Linked DNA regions of Mus musculus: region 1 is linked to region 2. Evidence: chromatin contacts called from public HiChIP or PLAC-seq data. All regions are on one chromosome and are shown on one strand. The core of a region is the stretch at or near the end of the contact, and the rest is flanking DNA. Distances in the headings are between cores, read along the strand shown. Region 1 holds the start of Arhgef26 (Rho guanine nucleotide exchange factor (GEF) 26). Region 2 holds the start of P2ry1 (purinergic receptor P2Y, G-protein coupled 1).

Region 1 (2,700 bases), core at 78-2,577, 1.3 Mb before region 2:
GAGAGAGTCTCGAGGGGGCCAGCTCCAAGTCCCCAGCTGGCTGACCAGTTTGTGATACTGGGCCAGATGAGTCGGTTTTATGGGCAAGGCCATTGGCAATGGGCGAAGATACCTTACTGGCAGTCACCCCGGTGCAGTCCTCATCGGTGGCGCAAGAGGCCGGGGTGTCCGGAGTCCGGGAGGCGCGCGACAACAGCGCCGCGGGCGAGGCCACGGTGCCATTAGAAGTGGACTTCGGGGAGCCGCCCGACGCCGCGTAAGAAACCAGGGGTGACTTGGGCCGTCGGAGTCGAGGAGAAGCAGCTCTGTAGTCCGGGGACACCGTGCGACCATTGGTCACCGGCCTCCGATGCGCGCTCAGAAGCTGGGGGCTCCTGGACACCGTCCTGTCGTCCGGGTCGGCGGGTACGCGGACCGGAGTCTGCGGCGTGGGAAGGGCAGCCAGCTCCTCCACAGGGAAGTCGGTGATCAGCAGCCCGCTGGGGCTCTGGTACGACTGTGGCCGCGGCTTGCTCCGGCTGAGCAACTGGAGCGGAGGGGTGGACCGTCTCCGCCACAAAGGGGTGACGCCGTTGCTGGAAAAATCCACCTCGCTTTCGCCGTCCATAGCGGGGCCTTTGAGCCAGCCCCGAGAGGAGGAAAGCTGCTCAGGTTGCCTAAGAGAAAGGAACTTTGCCTCCGGACAACTAGTCTTGTCTGGGAGCCTAACCGGGTTCCAGCCCGGCGGTCACACGGGTGTCGCGCGGGACTCGGCAGCGCCGCACTTACCCGCCCTTTCTCGGGCACAGCGTCTCCCGCCAAGCTTCCCGACCGAGGACTGAGATCCGAGCCGCAGTTGATCAGATGAATCCCGTCTCCTCTGCGTCCTTCCCGCCCCCCAAGCCCGCCGGCACCTAGAGAGCTCGCCGCCACCGCAGGACCCTTGGAAAGAGTTCAGCTGGCTGGGACAGCTCGCCGTGGGACGCTCCCCCGCGTCTCCATCTAGCCGCCCGCCCCGCGCCAGTCCACCCGGTCCCCGGTATGCGGTCTCCAGCGCGCTCACCCTTCCGGGGCACAGACCAAGGAGTACTCCCTGTCCCCGAGGGTGGCCTGGGTCCTTACTAAAGCGCGGAGACAACCGCTCAGCCTGGGACAGCAGAGGCCCGCGGCGCCGGCCCCGCCCCCGCGCTACGCCCCGCCCCAGCACGCCGGGGAAGCTCGCACCGAGGCGCCCAGGAGTTCCCGCCCCTGCCTTCCCGGAGTGCGCTCAGTGATTGTAAACGGGACGCGCACACCTGAGCTGCCTGTCCAGACCCTGAGTGCAAGAATGCAGGAGCGCGGGCGGCCGCCCTACGGGCCAGCTGGAGGGCGCGGTCGCAGATCTGAACACTGCGTGGGAATGGTCGTGAGAGCAGAGAAAGGGCTTCTTGATCATCCCTAGACCTGGAGGGGAAGGTTGGAAGGGTGAAACACTTCGGAGCTTGGTGCTGCTGCGACACTTCACTGGGCCACTTGTGGGCGTCAAACTGAACCTCACTCCGGGCTCTCACTCATCTGCTTGCAATAATGTGTGGACTACAGACAGATTTGCTTGTATGCACTCAGAGGAGACTGAGAGGCCAGGTGGACTATGACTCTACATGTCCTAATGTCCTAATCTTTGTGCCCTGTATGTTTGAAAGTCACACAGTAAAAGTAAACAAAATACAAAATATTTATTAGTGTGTAGTTGTGTACAATATAAATTGAAAATCTGTATGTAGAATAAAATATCGAACAAGAAGTAAATTCCAAATCCTTATTAGAGATTAAGAGGCTGGGCCTACCCCTTCAATCTAGTCTTTTTTCACTAGCTTTATCTAGTCAAGCCAAGTCCACAGTCTTAGAGCCTTCAAGTTTATTTCTTGGCCTTCTGGTTTGTCACTTCATTGGAATTACCCCCGATTTCCCCAACCACCTGATCTCTTTCTTTTTCACATTAACCGAAATTTGTAAATCTGAATGCTTAGTTATATGTCTGTGTATTAGTGCTTAATCTATTCTGCCTTTGCATTGTAGTTTTGAAGAGGGCAGGGGTTATATTTGTGACTCATGCACACAGTAAGTGATAAATATCTGTGGAGTTTGGAAGTAGATGAATAAGAGAAATGAACTGGGCCAGTGATATCTTTTAGATGTTGGTTGCCAAGTTGGCTATGTCTTGGTGAAATTCCAGGTATGTACGACCTGAGAAGACATGATTTTGGTTGATGAGATCTGTAGAATTGGTTGTTAGCAAGACACAGGGCAGGCTCCAAGTGTTCAAAGTTCATGTGAGTGCCCACTGTTTAAAGCCATGCTTCTTTCTGCTTTGGGTGGCAAAAGGAAGGGTGGTTCTTTATGTTTTTCTATAATTACCAAAGTGACACAGTGAAGGTCTTTGATCTCAGAAACTTTTTTGAACTCGAACAAATGGAATCAAAATGTATATCGAAATCATTTTTGAGAAGATTTACTAACAATTTCATACGGAAATAAGTGGATTCTATGTTCATCTATGGAGCCTTGCTGTAGGGGATTTTCATATCAATAATATTAGTTTTATATAATAAATTTAACTTCAGAAAGTTGTGGAGATTTATAAGTGGCAGGTTTAACGTGGATCAGAGTGCAGTCTGTGATCAAAGTTTAAAGACTTCGAGAATGGCCTGAGAAGTTAATGTCCCTGTAGGTCACATGGGT
Region 2 (2,700 bases), core at 110-2,609:
CAAGATCAGCACCAAAGGGATGCAGAACATGGCCACAGTCGTGCACATACTGTAGATGAAATAACTTCGCAGGTAATCATTGGACGTGGTGTCATAGCAGGTGACAGTTTTGTTTTTCCGAGTCCCAGTGCCAGAGTAGAAGAGAATAGGGGAGATGGCCACCACCACAATGAGCCACACCAGCACGCTGACATAAATGGCATTCTTCTTCTTGAGCCTGCCCAGAGACTTGAGAGGGTACACCACGCCACTGTACCTGTGTGCGCTGATGCAGGTGAGGAACAAGATGCTACCGTAGAGATTTACGTGGAAGATGAATCTCTGCAGCTTGCACATAGCATCCCCGAAGATCCAGTCAGTCTTGTTGAAGTAGTAGAAGATGAGGGCTGGTAGGGTGAGCACGTATAAAAAGTCAGCCAGAGCCAAATTGAACATGTACACGGAGATGCCGCTCCAAGGCTTCATGTGGAAAACGAACATCCAGATAGCCACGCTGTTGCCTAGGAAGCCTATGATGAACACTAAAATGTAGACAGCCGGCAGGTAGTAGAACTGGAAACCGGTCTTGGTCAGGGCACATTGGAATGAAGAGGAAACTGCTGCAGTTGAGGCGACAGTACTGTTTCCCCAAAGCGAGCCCAGGCCCGCCAGAAAGGCAGCATCCGTCCCGTTGGGGACAACCGACCAAGGCACCTCGGTCATCCTCTTCTTTCCAACTCAGGCAGCTACTAGAAAGGGCAGACCGCGGCGAGCGGGCAGCAGCGGCGAGAGACTCAGCGCGCATCGGAGGCGCAGGCCAGGGACCGCGCGCGGGAGTTCCCCACGGGTCGGAGCGCGCAGGGGCTCGCCCACGCCGGCTCTGGCCGCGCTTTTGTCGCGGGCCATGAAATTCGCCCGGAGCTGCGACCGATCTAAGCTGAAGGACGTGCGGGCAACTTCCCGGTCCAGCTGGCGGCGCGGAGGTTACACAACAGGACGCGCAGGGCACCTCCACCAAGTTTGCAAGTGCGCTCCCGCGCAGGGCGACTGATAGGCGCTGCTCAGAGCGCCTGGGGCGCGGCGGGTCAAGTCCAAGTAGTTCGGCTGTTCCCAGCGGCCCGAAGGCGCAGGCCAACCACCTCCTCTCTGATCAACTTTGCCTGGCCATCTGCCTACTCCCTACCTTGCAACCCGGGACCTTCACCAGGGACGCCGCGACTCTTCTTCCGGCCACATTCTGAGCCCGCGCTCAACCTTGGAGGTCTTTTGGAGAGCGCGTGGCCTCGGACCCTGGCGTACTACCTACCCTGTACCCCGCTCACAGTCCATGAAGGCTGCAGCTCGTCTCCGCGCTCGGCTGGGTCTCGAGTGCAGGGGGCAGGAGAGAAAGCCAGGCTCCCAGCGGGGTGGGCGGAGCCTAGGAGCCCGGGCGAGTCTGTGCTCCGCGGGGAGGCAAGGGGCGTGTCTCCGCCGTGCAAGCTCCGGGCCGCCGGCTCAGGGCTGGGCGCCCAGGGCGGGAGGTGGCCTCTGGAAGCAGAGATCGCGGTGCCCCTGCACGCCTGGCAAGGCCGCCACCACTCGAATCAGTGGTCAGAACAAAAGGTGCTCTAGGGCAGCGGTGGCTTCTGGCCAGCGTATGGCTGGAGGGGTTTCCTCGGTCCTCCACCAGCTAGCTCTGTAAAGTGAAGTTGCTGACACGCTGAAAACCTTCTGGACGCTGGCAGCGTTGTGTCTAAAGCTTTGAGCTGAGCAGTCTGAGACAGACATCTCCGGAGCCTCCCCGGAACTCGCAAGGTGTTTGCAGGCTCCAGACAACCAGCGGTTTGCAGGTGGGCACGCCCTGGCCCTGCACAGCGCCTTGCTTTGCCCAACGCGTGTAGGAACCTGCTGATCCCAGAGGGTGCCAGCTCTGAATGAGTGAGGGTGGTAAGCGGCATGGGCAAGTCGCTTTCTGCCCTTCATGTCTGTTTGTTTTTATTGTTGTTTGCTTTATCCAAATACTATTTTTTGCACTACTTAGAAAAATGCTAATACACCGGCATCACTGGTAACATTATTGTGAGAATGTACATAAGAACCTGGTCTAACTGCTTAGTTAACGCAGCACACATCATCAGTCCAACTTGACTGCTAACACTTGCTGGAAAGAACAAGCGCCCTCCCTCCAACCTCCAGTTACCATTTACATACATTTAAATAATAGAGACTACAGTGAAAATGATTCTGAATCAAGCTGAATATTAAACACAGCTTTATAAAGAAAGAGGGTTCATTTGTTGAGGGATAACTTTACAGTTTGGCTTTATTGTGAATCTTATTTCTTAAAATGCCTGTTCCTCTAGTAGATACCTTTCAAATTTAGACAGAGACCAATGTAATTATTTTATTTTTTGTAAATCTTAGTCTAGGGTTCCAAATGCATAAAAAATGTGGGCAATATATAAAAAAAAAGTGTTTAATTGTAAACTAAATGGATTGTTTCCTACCTGAAGACATGATTAAACAGACCCACCCAAGAATGGAACCAAGCCCTTCTTGACAATCTACTGATTAATGTATTTTATGTGCCATATTAACAAATACATTTTTTCTTGTAAAAAAAAAGTACGAGGATAGAATACCTTCGATTATATTCTATAGCCATTTCATTCTAGTTTCATATATTAAATGACTTTGTTCCCTTAAAAACACTCAAGGAGTTGGTGATCTGTCTCAGCCACT

The links. HiChIP or PLAC-seq counts read pairs in DNA pulled down with a chosen protein or histone mark.
Region 1: a contact with region 2 is called in an H3K27ac HiChIP or PLAC-seq map of embryonic stem cells, with 9 times the contacts expected there. The contact joins the promoter of Arhgef26 here to the promoter of P2ry1 in region 2. A contact is called at or near these places in 5 of 39 promoter capture datasets (cranial neural crest, hippocampal neurons, liver and 2 more), 2 of 484 Hi-C or Micro-C datasets (both in embryonic stem cells) and 2 of 115 datasets of contacts at active chromatin or transcription factors (embryonic forebrain and embryonic stem cells).

What each region holds. Positions count from the first base shown.
Region 1 is chr3:62,337,404-62,340,103 of GRCm38.p6, reverse strand. Arhgef26 (Rho guanine nucleotide exchange factor (GEF) 26) reads right to left here and starts at 1,327. Exons shown (of 14, transcript NM_001081295.1): 1 at 1-1,327. The coding sequence starts at 607.
Region 2 is chr3:61,001,444-61,004,143 of GRCm38.p6, reverse strand. P2ry1 (purinergic receptor P2Y, G-protein coupled 1) reads right to left here and starts at 1,359. Exons shown (of 2, transcript NM_008772.5): 1 at 1-1,359. The coding sequence starts at 702.